2 separate regions of the Gasterosteus aculeatus genome follow, and region 2 is linked to region 1. Evidence: chromatin contacts called from public Hi-C data. All regions are on one chromosome and are shown on one strand. Each heading gives the region's core, a stretch centred on a gene start, on an enhancer-like site or on the middle of the called end of the contact. The rest is flanking DNA. Distances are from core to core; before and after follow the strand shown. Region 1 overlaps caln1 (calneuron 1). Region 2 overlaps tyw1 (tRNA-yW synthesizing protein 1 homolog (S. cerevisiae)).

Region 1 (6,778 bases), core at 4,095-6,594:
AGCCCAGACAAAACTTATTTCAAAAGTAATACGAACTGTTAAAAACCATTCAAGTTTGTACTTTGCAAGAAAGGTTTCCCTTGATCTCACAGTTGGACTCACGTAGACCTGTCAGGGCTCAGAGACTCCGTCTTTCACCGTATGATATGCCTTCTATTCTTTTATTTCCCTTGTACTGAGAGTTTACTGTCACACCTACAGCTTTGGATAAAGGAGAGAGAGGCGGCAAGTCTGTGATATCACTTTAAATCATCATGTACGGCAAATCATTACTGCACCGAAGAGTCACCTGACGTTTACCCCAAAGGAGCATTTAGCAATAGCATGATAAAATGGGTTGTTTTTATTGAGTCAGTTCATATAAATAAGAGTGAGTTTGCCAACATTCCCACTGATTTAGAGGAATTCCGTCCTTTTGATTGCTTCTTGACTTTGTGATGATACCGCACTGTTTCTCAGTCACGTGTCTATCACGTTGTCTCCCTTCCTGCCACTGAAGCCTTTTTATTGGCGTTTTCTGTGCTGATGGTGCTTATATATCCATAGACAATAATATCACTCTTTGTTAACGCGTTCAAGTGTGAAGAAAATTGCTGCTCTCAAGCACGCAATCAATACCCAAGTAGTGTTCCTAAGGAAGTTTTTTTCTGAACCAAGGAAGACTTTACAGTTGCTCTTTGTAAGACCTTCAAACCCTGTATCTGTCTGTGTGTGTGTGTGTGTGTGTGTGTGTGTGTGTGTGTTCTTTTTTTAGTGAACAACAATCACTTCTGTGGCTACAACTTGAGTGCATTCAATGCAATCAATGCATCAGCTCCGTGCGACACTCCTATTAAAGTGAGCGTAGAGGGACGTCTTTGAAGGGCACTGGGACGTGCATCGGTGAAGAGTCACTGCATGAGGATTTATGCATTAGAGCTGTTTTCGATTCTTACAATGCATATTATTTATCGTATTTCCAGCAAAAACTGGATGTGAGTTCTTTGTTCCACACCGCTTCAGGTGACCGTTTACTGGAGGTTTTATTCATTCTGTCAGCTCGCACACTAGTCACTCAAACTAGCAGAGTAGACCACTAACCTTGAACACTAACCTTGGTTAATATGCTACCCTGCCTGCTCTACTGCAGAAGCACGCAGGTTGTTCTTTTTTATTACAATGTCCTCCTCTCATGCGTCTCCTCCGGCAGTTCGACATGCAGAGAATCACACTGGAGGAGCTGAAACACATCCTGTTCTACGCCTTCCGTGACCACCTGACCATGAAGGACATCGAGAACATCATCATCAACGAGGAAGAGAGCCTGAAGGAGAACTCTGGGAACTGTCAGACAGAGTTTGAGGGAGGTGAGCAAACGTCCATGTGTGTGTGTGTGTGTGTGTGTGTGTGTGTGTGTGTGTGTGTGTGTGTGTGTGTGTGTGTGTGTGTGTGTGTGGCTGGAGAGAAAGTAATCTATGCTGTCAGGAAGAATTTTGAGCTTCCTCATCAAAATCTGCCAAATCACAGCACACCTGCTGATACATTGATTCGGGCCGTCAGATGATCACTGGTTCAGAAGTGACGCGGCTGAAACATTCATGACCTCACTCTGCAAAAACTAGCCATCCAAGATTCATGCATCAGAGCAGCGGGGGTGGAGGACGGAGGAGGGAGGGGGCGGGGGTGAAGGGGGGTATTTCAGGACTTTTTCACTCTCTTACCGCCAAAATGGGAAACGTAATTATTTCTTTCAAAGAAATTCTATTTCAATGCAATTTGAGCAAGTATATTTGCTCTCATGCGCCTTGTCTGAATTGCTATTGAGTGAGTCAGCCTTCTTTGAGGTCTTGACAGAACGAATTCCTTTGAAACTCAAAGAGACTGAAAGGCACTTTACTTTACATGAAGCAATTACAGTTGAATGGCACATAGTAACTTCTAGAACGTCTGGCTCCCCGTTGTGTGCAGGGCGGCTCCGTATTAACAGCATATGTGCACGGCAGCATGTTAGGAAGCATCAGCTGGTCAGAGGCCAGAGTCATAACCTTCCCAGTTCCCAAAGGTCCTGAAGACGGCATAGTTAAGCAGGGCCCCTTTATTATTATTATAATAACTCCTTTATTATGCATTCCTTTAGTTTGTTCTCTTGTTCTCGACTGGTGTCAATGTCGATGGGCACGGATTGAGCCGACGCTTCATCAGGGTCGTATAAACTGGTGTGGAGTGATGACGTGCTGTTTCTATTGGTTTATGACAATGCAGAAGAACCACAGCAGGGTCACACGAAGCAATCTCATCCCAGCCAGAGTCCCAGAGCACTACCTGCTGCACAAAGGAACACCGAAAGGTGTTCAGCCGTGGAGAAATCAATACATTTTGTCATAGTGAGATTCCTGCTGAGCGCCGTTCATCATTCTACTCTGGTTATTATTGCTTATTGCTGTGTGAGGCCCTTGATTCCCCTCTGGCTTCAACTCACCCTGGAATCAATATGTTGCGGTGCTGAAAAACAGCAGAATACGAGATCCAACCGCTCATCCAAAGAGGTTCATCATGCACTGATAAATTACTTAATGAATTTAAGCAAAAGTGTAGAGAAACATGCCAGAGCGGCAGCTGTCTGGGGAGCACCTGGCAGCTGGACGCAAGTGTGGAAATCAACTTTGATCCATAAATGTCACAGCTGTCATGCAGGTGCACAGAATGAAGAGTACGCCAAATGTTCGTTTTTTGCACGGTGTTGATGTGCACCTCCATCTCTTTTTCATTTACAAACAAAATTCGCTGCTGCTGTTCTGAGTGCATTAAAACCTTCCCGAACACACGAGGTGATTCATTTAACGTTGGGAAGTTCCCATTTCCCATTATTTAGTAACTGTTAATGGACTAAAAAAGGCTGTGCGGTTGAAAAAGTCCAATTTTCCAACAGACCGTCATCTTTAAAAAGGCAAAGCCAGATTGAGGCGGTTCAGGCCTCAGTAGGAGAAGTAAAATTGCAAGAAAGGTCTGATGACATCATTGTACGTAGTAATTACCTATGTCCATTAGTTTGTTGCAAGCATGATTGGTATTTTCGGAGCAATGGGTCTTGGAAACCACAGGGATTTGTTTTCCGTAATAAAGTGCTGCTGGTAAATTAGGAATTAGAAAAAGTATTTAGAATGTGGCAGTTAAAAACCATTAACTGGATGGTTGGGAACTAGATTCTTTGTTTCTGACGTTACTAAAACTAAACTGAATATCCCTTAAACCGAGGACCCTAAAATTTGGTAATTATTTCTGAAGATCCTAGTTCCCAAACCTCAGTATCCAACCTGACCAGCTCCTCTTCTAAGCGTCCAGAGGAAAGACATTAAACTTTCATCGCACCTTTTTTTAATCAATCTCGATACCAACACATTTTTCACCTAAAGGTCATCTGATTTTGAAGCTCAAGTGCGTGTATTTGTGTGCAACTGAGCGAAGTACTGCGTTTTGATTCTCGTGTGTTTTTACCAGCACGGGGCTGGCAAAAGGGGGGAGTTAGGGCAAGAGTCGATACTCATTCACCACACGTAGTTTTTGTGCCTGTTAGCTTCATAGGTGTAGTGGGTGCTGTGCTCTTTGTGTTTTTTGGTAAGAGCCTACCGTTTGTTTAAATATATATTCGGGCATAGTCCTCCTTTTGGGGATCTCTTTTATTTAACTTTGTCTTTTTCCCAGCACCCTCATCCACCCTCCTTTTGTTTGTTGTTACCTGCCTATCTACCTCTGGTTCCCAATAAACAGTACCTTTTACAACCGACCAGGTTCTGCTCATATGTTTACGGTCCCCTCACCCCTGGACCACCCGGGGGTCGTAACATATATGGCAGCCGTACGTCAGCGGCTTGGAAACCAGTGTGCAGTTCATTACCTTCATGTCCACAGTGGTCCACTGTCCTCTGTGGACATTTGGCAGGGCCTTAGTTATTTTGGCGGCCGAGGAGGTGTTTTATGAGGCTGGACTGAGAACGGATGTCTGGACCACAACCCTCCTCCCATCTCCACAGCCCGGCTACAGCAGCTGAACGCATGCACTTTCCATTGACACCCTGACTTATGTAACTATTATGGAGTCCAAACCTCTCCAGAAGAAAGGCTCAGCGTACTTTTTCCTTCGCCCCGGCCCGTGGTGCAAAGCCGAGAGAGCGTCAGACGGTCAAGTAAGGAGTTCCGGAAGCCTCTGTCTCACCTCTGGTACAGTTTTTGTATCTCGTGCGAGTGTTTTTATTATTTCACAGCCTTGTGTGATTGGCTGCATAACCAAACGTCTCTGCCTCCGTGCGGCTACACCCAGCTATTTTATTACCTTCCTCACTGGCTCCATCTGGTGGCTGAACCTGGAACTCCGTCACTCACCTAATCAATATCACACAAAGCACTGAATGATTCCACCTTTGACCTAAAGCTTCTTCAACCAAACATAATATGGCCCACATGATATAATCATTACCATCTAATACATTCTAATTATAACATCCTCATATTATAATATCTTCAATTCAATATTCGACTCATTTTATATATGTCCAAAATCAGTTTCCCATTTGTACGCATTCAACATCCAATGTTCCCAGACCTGACACGGGAAAAAAAAAACCTAAAAAACTTCTATGGAGATAAAATAATGACGAAATTAGTTAGAAAAGGAATATAAAGAAATCGTCTCCCAGGCTCAACATTGCAGCGCGCGCTCTCTGTCTGCACGCTTTCAACAGGGGGCAGAGAGTGGGCGCCCCCCCGGGTAAACACTGCACTCAAAGGCACTACACAGCATTGATGCCAGCCAGCTAGATACCTAAAAGACCAGTGGAGCCGCACTTCTACAGACTACCGCTCATAAAAAAGGGCACGTTAAAAGCTAATTTTGTCATTGTGTCACTGCTCCACATGCATCAATAAAAGTTGTTTTTTTCTTTGACTGAGATTCACAGATGCACAGTAAATTCCAGCTGTGAACATATGAACATATGCTGCACTATGCATGATGCATTATGCTGGTTAAAGACAAATGCTTATTTGGGGTCCCCCCTTAATTCCAATCATGGGTCTCGCTCCAAATGTGTGCAATGCTACATTTTCCATAAGGCAGCTTGAATTTATTAAATCCTACCTGCTTCTGATGTCCATGAATGCACGTTAATAAGGTTCAGATGTCGTCCATACTGACCACAGAAATGCTTTGTCTCCTTTGTTTGGCTGTTTGTAATAATTCAACTCAATTATCCATGAATCCTCAAACGCCTGTTTCCAGTGTGTACGGATGCATTATACCACTGCTTTCACAGGGCTGAGTGGGCCCTTCCCATTCTGCACCGCGCCGGCGCTTCCAGCCCAGACGGCTTCGCGCTGTGAAAGCCGTCTGGGCCTGTGAGCTGTGACGCTCACCTCGGTGTCCCTCTGCGCCGATCACTTCCCCGGTAACCCGCTGCTCATTCAGCTGCTATCTAGAGCAGAGTTGTTGGTTCTGCCCGGCAACCATCTCGGGAGCTCGAAACCCGACTGCATTTCCTTGGGCCGCAGACTCTGTGGAGAATGTTGTACTTTGCCGTTTGGCACGAGGCTCAAGCAGAGAGTAACTTGAGTTGATGGATGTCTGCTGTGCAAAGGTTTGGCAGCTTGTTGTCTAGACAGAGAGGTCTAAATCACTAAAGACTATGTTGTTCACTGCTGCGTTACACATTCTCCACCATTAATAAATCTACAGACTTCATGAAGGAGTGAACACTGTCACGCCTAATGTGCTTGGTGGCATTTTTTCCTCTGAGTGCAGGTGATAATAACGCATTCAGAATGAAGTCAGCGGCGGAGATGTCTGCATCTTTTAAACTGGCGCCTTACGTTTGTCCCCTCGTTTCTCTTCCAGTTCACCCTTCCAAGAAGAACCGTCAGACGTGCGTGAGGAAAAGCCTCATCTGCGCCTTTGCCATGGCGTTCATCATCAGCGTCATGCTCATCGCGGCCAATCAGATGCTGAGGAACGGCATGGAGTAGCAGCGCCCACTGGGAGCGTGGGTGCTGGGGGTGCTGGGAGGGGTGGGGGGGGGGGTGAGCCAGCCTGCATGTGCATGCCAGTGGGTGAGGCCTATTCCCCGTTCGATAGGCAAAGAACTACAAGGAATTACAATTAAAGAAAGCGAGACAAAATAAACTAGAAAGATTATTTTGACTTTCTTCCAAACGAGAGGCACCTCTCCACCCGACGTGCTACAAAACCATGAAGCCAGCGCGAGGAGTCACGCAGGACCCCCCCCCCCTCCCCTCCCCCCTCCACACCCTTTACCCTGACAGGGACACTCAAGGGCTGACATTACACATAATAACGCTGTCTGTTTCCCTGATGCAATACAAAAAAAAAAATTACACACAAAAAAAAAGAAATCTGATTGAGTGCAGGAGTTCAGAGCTGCCCACCTTCCCCGCAGGCGAGACATGGCTGTGAATCTGTCACCCACCAAGAGTCTGATGAAGGCTGCAGGGGCCCTGAAAGGAAACAACTGCCCCTTATTATAGTTCCTGGGAGCATGATGACAGACCTCGCCACCACTCAAGCGGAAGGATCCGTACACGCCGTCGGGCCACAGCTCCTGCGGCGCTCGTGGTGCCACCGTGCTTCAGCTCTCAGACTTTCTATTTTCCACGCCGGCGTCTGTGGGCTTGAATAAGGTGCCGCGGCTCGTCGGCTCCACACACCGGGCGGTGGAGCCGACACAAAGGTGAAGCAGTAACCGCGGGCTTGCGTTTCGGGCCTTGGAACATTCGAGAAAGAACACCGGAG
Region 2 (6,604 bases), core at 2,267-4,766, 89 kb before region 1:
GCTTCTTGTAAATGGCCATAATGCATTATATTTGTTTGCGTGTTACACACAGAATGCATGAAAATATGAGTGTTGCCGCAAACCTCATATTTCTATTTACTGCACGCATTTATTCATATCCAATCACAAGGCTCTGAGACTTAGTTCCTTCAGTCCCGTCTCCATCTTCTTAACCTCCTTACAGACACAGATAAAATGTATCCTCTTAAGATTTACTTCAATAAGTCTGGCATTAAATGTTGAAATTTCAGAAAACAATTAAGTGAGTTCTTTAACTTGATCAGGTATGAGCATGACCCTGTTACCGTGTTACTGCTAAACATGACAAGGGTACATATTTGTTACATATTTCCTATTTCTCAACCAGTCGCTCGCAGTCTGTGGCTGCATTTGTACTCGGCCTACGCCAAGTGCCGACCAGCATCATTTCTTACGTTGCCCCATTAGGTGTCTGTTTCTGCCAGAGTGCTCCACTTCCTGCTGCCAGATGAGAGTTATTGGATCGGATCATCAGCCGAGCCACCAGGCGCTTCTTCGGTTTTCATGTGTTCAGCTCCGTGTCCAGAGGGAGGAAGCCGAGATGAACTACTGACTGAAAGGGCCTCATCCAGTGTAAAATGATGGGAGTCTTGTAAGCTAATTTTATGCTAAATATCTGACAATTAAAGTAGCTTCTTAGTCAGGTACTGATAACATAATATTTCAGTTATACCGTCCTCCAGGCACGATACTGACTTTGCCTTTTCCACATGATTTAACTTGTTTAATTTGATACACTTATTATTTTAATTAAATTGCATAATGAATACAGATATGAACTCAAAGAGCCTTTTGTGGTTAAGTGGCAGCTTGCAGAAACCCAACAGAACCCGTACGTCCGCGGTGAGTCCCAACAAGTCCAGATAAACTGAGGGTACGCGGACGCTCTAGCACACACTCGCTGTTTAAGAAATGTACCGTTTGTTATTGATTTTATTGCTGTCCTTGATCCACTAAATGGGTTTGGTAACTCTCCTCTGCATTTTTTTCGCTAATTGATGAGTGGATTTAACCGACAGATTCACAAGTTTCCCCCCCCCCCTACAGAATCATGTAAAATCTTTTATCGGACATTTGCGCTTTAGTTTATTGGGAATAAGTCTTTCAGCATTAAAACCCAGGCGACTGGCCGGGAGGTGGAGGGGGTCGAGCGCTGCACACCAATAACGCGGGAGCAGCTTGTTGCACCGCTCACTTCACGTCTGCTGTCAGAATCCCCTATTGGGAGGTTTGTGTTTCAGGCTACAGAATCCCCCCCTCGCCCCCATGTTTCGATCCCTGCTGTTTGAGCAACACCCTTCTGGTGATGCAGGCAGACGCTTCCCCACACAGACTGCTTGGTTGAGTGACTGCTAACTGGGATCGAGTCTGGTCCACAGCATCGGTTTGAGTGTTTTTTTCTTCTTTCCAAGTATCCCCTGAACCAGTGGTACCCAAACCTTTGTGTCAAGGCCTACTTTGATGACATAGGGGTGTGCGGTCTTGGCCGTGGACTCGGGGGCGGATACAATCTCTCTGCGGGACTTACTGGTTGTGGACTGGATGCAGATTGCAGCCAATCACCTTCTCAACAGAGTGAATGGTGTTCTTTAGTCTACCCTGGTCCTTGGCAGTGGCTGCAGTGTACCAGATGGCGATGGCGGGGTAGAAGTACATGATCATTGTTTTTGGCAGGTTGAACTTCTTTAGCCTAGTGAAGTAATATTTCCGTGTAAATGCCTCATACTGCAATGATGTAACTGTGACATGAAGACTTGATCCTGACTCAGATACCCAAAGGGCGATGTCCCGTTTGTTCACGTATTGTGTCATTCAGTGGTTATGTGGCACATGAAGTTACACAAGGACGGGATAATCTCAACCCTTGATCTTCAGTCAAATCCTACATCAAACACTTTGGTGGAGCTCCTTTCGACTTGAAAGTGGTGAGCATCAAATCATGTGGCAAGCAAGATGCAACATATTCTGACGGGTTGTTTAAAGACGCTGTTTCTACTGTCACAGTTAAAAAGGATCACTGTACTGAGCCGTGTTCTCTTGTGATCTCTTTTTTCCATCAGCGCTCTCTGTCGCTGCTGATTGTAACGTTTCACGACTACCACTGTATTCATTTTTTCCCCTACAGGTGAGGTAAGGCTGGTTCACCGGGGATTCCTCAATGTTTTTGTTATGCGTGACAAAGGTGGATAGGAACTACGGTTCTTGTCAGTCAAGACGAGACACTACAGTCATTTTGCTTCGTTATCATATTTTTTTCCGGACTGGTGGAAAGAAAGCATCCGAAATACACATTTAACTGTTTATTTAACCGCTTTGTCTATTTGGTCCTGTTGATTTCCCCCAGGTTCGCTGAAAGTTTGCATATAAGCACAAGATAATGCCTCATTTGCATATTTAAACAACATATCTCCTATTTTTTAGTTTGCTGAAACACATTCTTTTGTTCTTCAGGTTCACAGTTTATTCAGTTATGATTATTCGTGCCGGTTGCGATGCCGTCACGGGAATATAACGAGTTTTGTGTCTCCACAGAGCAAAGCGGGTCAAGGAGACCAGAGCCAGATGGTGAAGCTGTCTAAAGTGAACGGAGTGAAGACGATTGAAGATGAGGGGGAAAGAAGAGAGATGATCACCCCTGCCCTGAGAGAAGCTCTGACCAAACAAGGTGAGGAAAATAGAGGTTTGCATTTTTTATTGTGTTGTTCTTTAAGTAGAGTTTCCAGGAAATGCAAATAATGAGTTGTATGTGAGTGTGACTATTTGACAGCAGTGAATAACCTTTTGGCCATTTACAAAAGAACATCCGCTGAGGTCACCAGATACGGTGTAATATATTTATATTATCTAGCTGCACTCCACAGTAAAAAGGTAGCAAAGTTGTAATTCATTTCAAAACACGAGTTAGGAGTCATGCCAGTTTTTCAGATGTTACGATTAAATCTTACACAAATATCCAGGAGGGAAGTTCATGTAGATACATTTTTGCAGAGAATATTTACTGCTTATGAGAGCGGTTGGACAGCCAAGGCTGAGAATTATTTTCTTGCTAATACGCTGGTGGGAGAAAGCGATCTGACGTTGTGTGGTGGTCCGTACTTTAGTCACCTCTTACTGGAATGGAGTGTTATGGATCAGGCCCAAAACAATTAGTTTTGCTTGTTTCATGGAGGCATTAACTCACAGAACTCTGGTTACACACGCACACTGATAACCAAACCTACAGGCAATATCACTCAACCCATTCTGTTTATAGTAGAAGTTAGATTGGATTGAGATTATGTGGTGGAAATAATGTAAAAACCTTTAAAACACAGTCACCTGTTTGAAAAGTTTAGGTGTATTGTAGTCATCTGAAGTGTTGAGTGTGGCTCAGCATTCATGACATTGCACCTTTTGTGTCTTAGTAAGTGAAGCCACATGAAGTGTGTCCACGTGTTTTCTGTGCAGGCGTTCGAGTCTCATTAGTTCAGTCTGAAGCGTTTCACTATCTCTACTCTGGTCACCAGTTCAGCCCCACGGCCGGCTCGCCTTACTCTCTATAAATAGAACTCTGTGAGCGAGACCTCTCTCCATCGGACCAAATGTTGCTTCATGTTGGCAACCAGCGGGCCTCGGTTCGACGGTTTGTCTCATGTGCAATAAAAGAATGAGTGATGAAAGCGTTGGCTTTTGTTTTTGTGATATTGGGCTGTTTTTCCCGTATGGCTTTTTCTTTCCTGGTCAGAGATAATGGCAACAAACAAAATGTTTGTCAGTTTTAAACTATTTTCCGCCACTGGCTAATAAATGGAACTGACTCCTCGGTTAACAGAAATGTGCATTGTCCCAGTCATTCTAATGTAATGAACACCATGCAGTCCATCCTGGCAAAGGGGTCACCTGCATACACTGACCGGTCTACTCTTTGGCTGGTTCGGTTTAATGATTTAAAGACATGTGATCTCCTCGTTTTGATCACTTTTTTTTGGAGGAGTGGGGGAAACTAGTCCCTGTGAGACAAAACGAAGCTGCAGACCTCTCCAAACAAATTAGATGTCCCCCTCTTTGATGAAACGCAGTCCCTCCCTGCTCGTTCTGTTTCCCTCGGGCAGCTCGGAGTGGAGGACAGAGCATCAAAGTCTGAATTGTTTACTGAGTTGCCAAAAAACGGGTCGCTGTGTACTGCGTATTGTTCAAAAGCAATGGAACGCCGGCGGGTAAGGACTCGCTTCTATTCCGCAGCTGTTTCGAGCAGCAGCTTACCTTGTCTAAGTGGCGAATTGAGGTCCTCTGGAAAGAGGGTCGCGAGCAGCTGGTCACTAATGCAGTCGATGGAAGCTGATGAGTAACAAACGGCCTTTCAATCCGTTTCAGCGGGATTATCTTTGCCGCTGTCCATCCGCCACGTCCCAGGAACACATTGGAATATCTTTAAATATGACAAAAAAACAAACACCTGCACTCAAAAGATGAACTAATCTGAATGTAGTGGCTTTCTTTTTTTTGGATGCCGTTTTAACCCTTCTGTGGTGTTCTGGGGCTTTTTCATTGTTTTGTTCCTCATCCTTCACCCTTTCATGTGTGTTGACGCCGGCTTGGTTCCCTCATTCTTGTCCGTTGACCCGATCACGCTGCCCCCGGTTCTGTCTCCCAGCGCGTGCGCGCACACACACACACACACACACACGAGCGCTTTGTCCCACTGGTAGTGCCCCTGCACTACCTCTTTGTGGGCCTTTCGTGTGGCACTCTTCTGTCTCCAGAGATCTACAACCTTGCATGCTCGGAGTCTAATTATGTCTGGCTTTACTGTCTTCTATGGAAAACAGAAACTCCTTTTTCCACACCGGCTGTTACGGTGCCTCCTGGTGAACCTGATCCCCTCCAGCCCCCCCCCACCTCCTTTTTTCTTAAATATTGATATCTTGCCAAAAGTTTTCAGCAGACGTCGTATTCTCAGCGACAACATTGAAAGGGGAGATGGTACGTTATTTATCTTCGTCTTTCATCCCCCTCACCTTGGCCCAAGCCTCTCCCGTTGCCTCATCGACGGGCGCATTGGAAATCAATTTTCCCCCAAACAAACACACAGGAGAGACGATGCTTAACGAAGCCGCCTGCGGTCCAGTTCCACACCTTGGTTTCCACAGCCGTGTTCGCTCAGGAGTTTGTATTTTTCAACGTGTCTTGCAGCCGCTGCGAGCAGGCTTAGTCGGGGAGATGTACAATTTGCCGCGGGTCACCAACGTTTTTCGACCCAAAGAGGAAATGCACCACAAACCGAAAAAGAGTTTGTGTGTGAGGTAGTTCTAATTCCCAAAATAACACCAGCGATGAAAGGTAGAATTGCTCATTCAGCTGGTGTATCACAAATGAATATTTTCACCACTCGGCCTTGATGAATAATTGAGTATTTCACTCATCTATCATCAAACCGCCACACGAATATCCTTTTGATTAGGTGGATCAGCCACAGGGATGTAACGGTAAAAGGTGTGAAAATAAGCCGCGCTCCCACCTGAGTCAACTCTGTTCCTTTGCTGCTTGACTTGACTGGAACCGTTTGGGTCTTTCATGCTCTGCTTGATTCCCCTGGACGCCGTCCCCTCAGCATGCTCCCATATTTAATAAGCAGATTAAGCGTTCCAGGTGAAGCTTTTCTCTTTGATAAACATCACAGAGGAGGCCGTGTGGAAGAAACCGGAGCCGAGACACCGCGCGTGGCCAGGCACACCTGGGGGGGTACTTTAAAAGGACACGCCATGCTGTCCTCCCTGCTGCTGACGTGCCCTTGAGCTGCATCACGAGTTCATGTTAAAATGTGAAATGTGTTAATTGTCGGCTGAATCTTTGGCCCACGAGGCTCTGGGTCGGCGAGGTGTTCACTGGTCCTTCTTTCTTCCATCTCTCCCACAGGGTACAAACTCATCGGCAGTCACTCCGGAGTGAAGCTGTGCCGATGGACCAAGGTAACGGGACGCTGACTCCACACGCCGAGCGGTTTGCTGCGTTTTTTAATTTTTTCAACCAAATGCATGAAAGCCACCAACGGTTTTGTTTCCTGTCCATCAGTCCATGCTGCGAGGGAGAGGCGGCTGTTACAAGCACACGTTCTACGGCATCGAGTCCCACCGCTGCATGGAGACCACCCCCAGCCTCGCCTGTGCCAACAAGTGTGTCTTCTGCTGGAGGTAAGCGCCTGCAGCAGTAACTCCTTTTGCAATATTATTTCAGCCAAGCACCCGCTGATCAACGGATGGAATCAGCGGGTGCTTGGAAAATGGATGTGGAAATATACAAACAAGATATTCTCATTAAATCTGTGCTCATTTATACAATAGAATCTGAACACAACAAAACTGTTGTTCAACATTATGTTGACATATTTATAAGTATAAGCAGAGGGACATTTCGGATACCTCTTGACATCGCTTTTTGTCAATTTTCCAAGCGGTACTTGTACGGGGTACAAGTATTCTGACTCAAATCAAACTATTAGTCAGAGGTCAGATGCATCTGTTGCACAAAGCTGACTGATTCATGACTATAAAGTGAGACTAATTTGCTACGAACGCTGCGTGAATTA

Evidence for each region. Hi-C and Micro-C count contacts between places; a contact is called where the count stands out from the background.
Region 2: a Hi-C map of skeletal muscle shows a contact between it and region 1, with 4 times the contacts expected there. The contact joins two enhancer-like sites. A contact is called at or near these places in 3 of 6 Hi-C or Micro-C datasets (skeletal muscle and whole body).

What each region holds. Positions count from the first base shown.
Region 1 is chr1:17,408,812-17,415,589 of fGasAcu3.hap1.1, reverse strand. caln1 (calneuron 1) reads left to right here. Exons shown (of 6, transcript XM_040186145.2): 5 at 1,190-1,346; 6 at 5,867-6,778. The coding sequence ends at 5,994. Among protein-coding and RNA genes, the nearest start is that of galnt17, 20 kb to the right of the region's middle. Within about 2 kb of position 5,344, at least 1 of the 9 cell types and tissues checked has open chromatin away from gene starts, as enhancers often do.
Region 2 is chr1:17,495,838-17,502,441 of fGasAcu3.hap1.1, reverse strand. It overlaps tyw1 (tRNA-yW synthesizing protein 1 homolog (S. cerevisiae)), which reads left to right. Exons shown (of 17, transcript XM_040170933.2): 9 at 2,572-2,704; 10 at 5,935-5,987; 11 at 6,091-6,209. Among protein-coding and RNA genes, the nearest start is that of tyw1, 11 kb to the left of the region's middle. Within about 2 kb of position 3,516, at least 1 of the 9 cell types and tissues checked has open chromatin away from gene starts, as enhancers often do.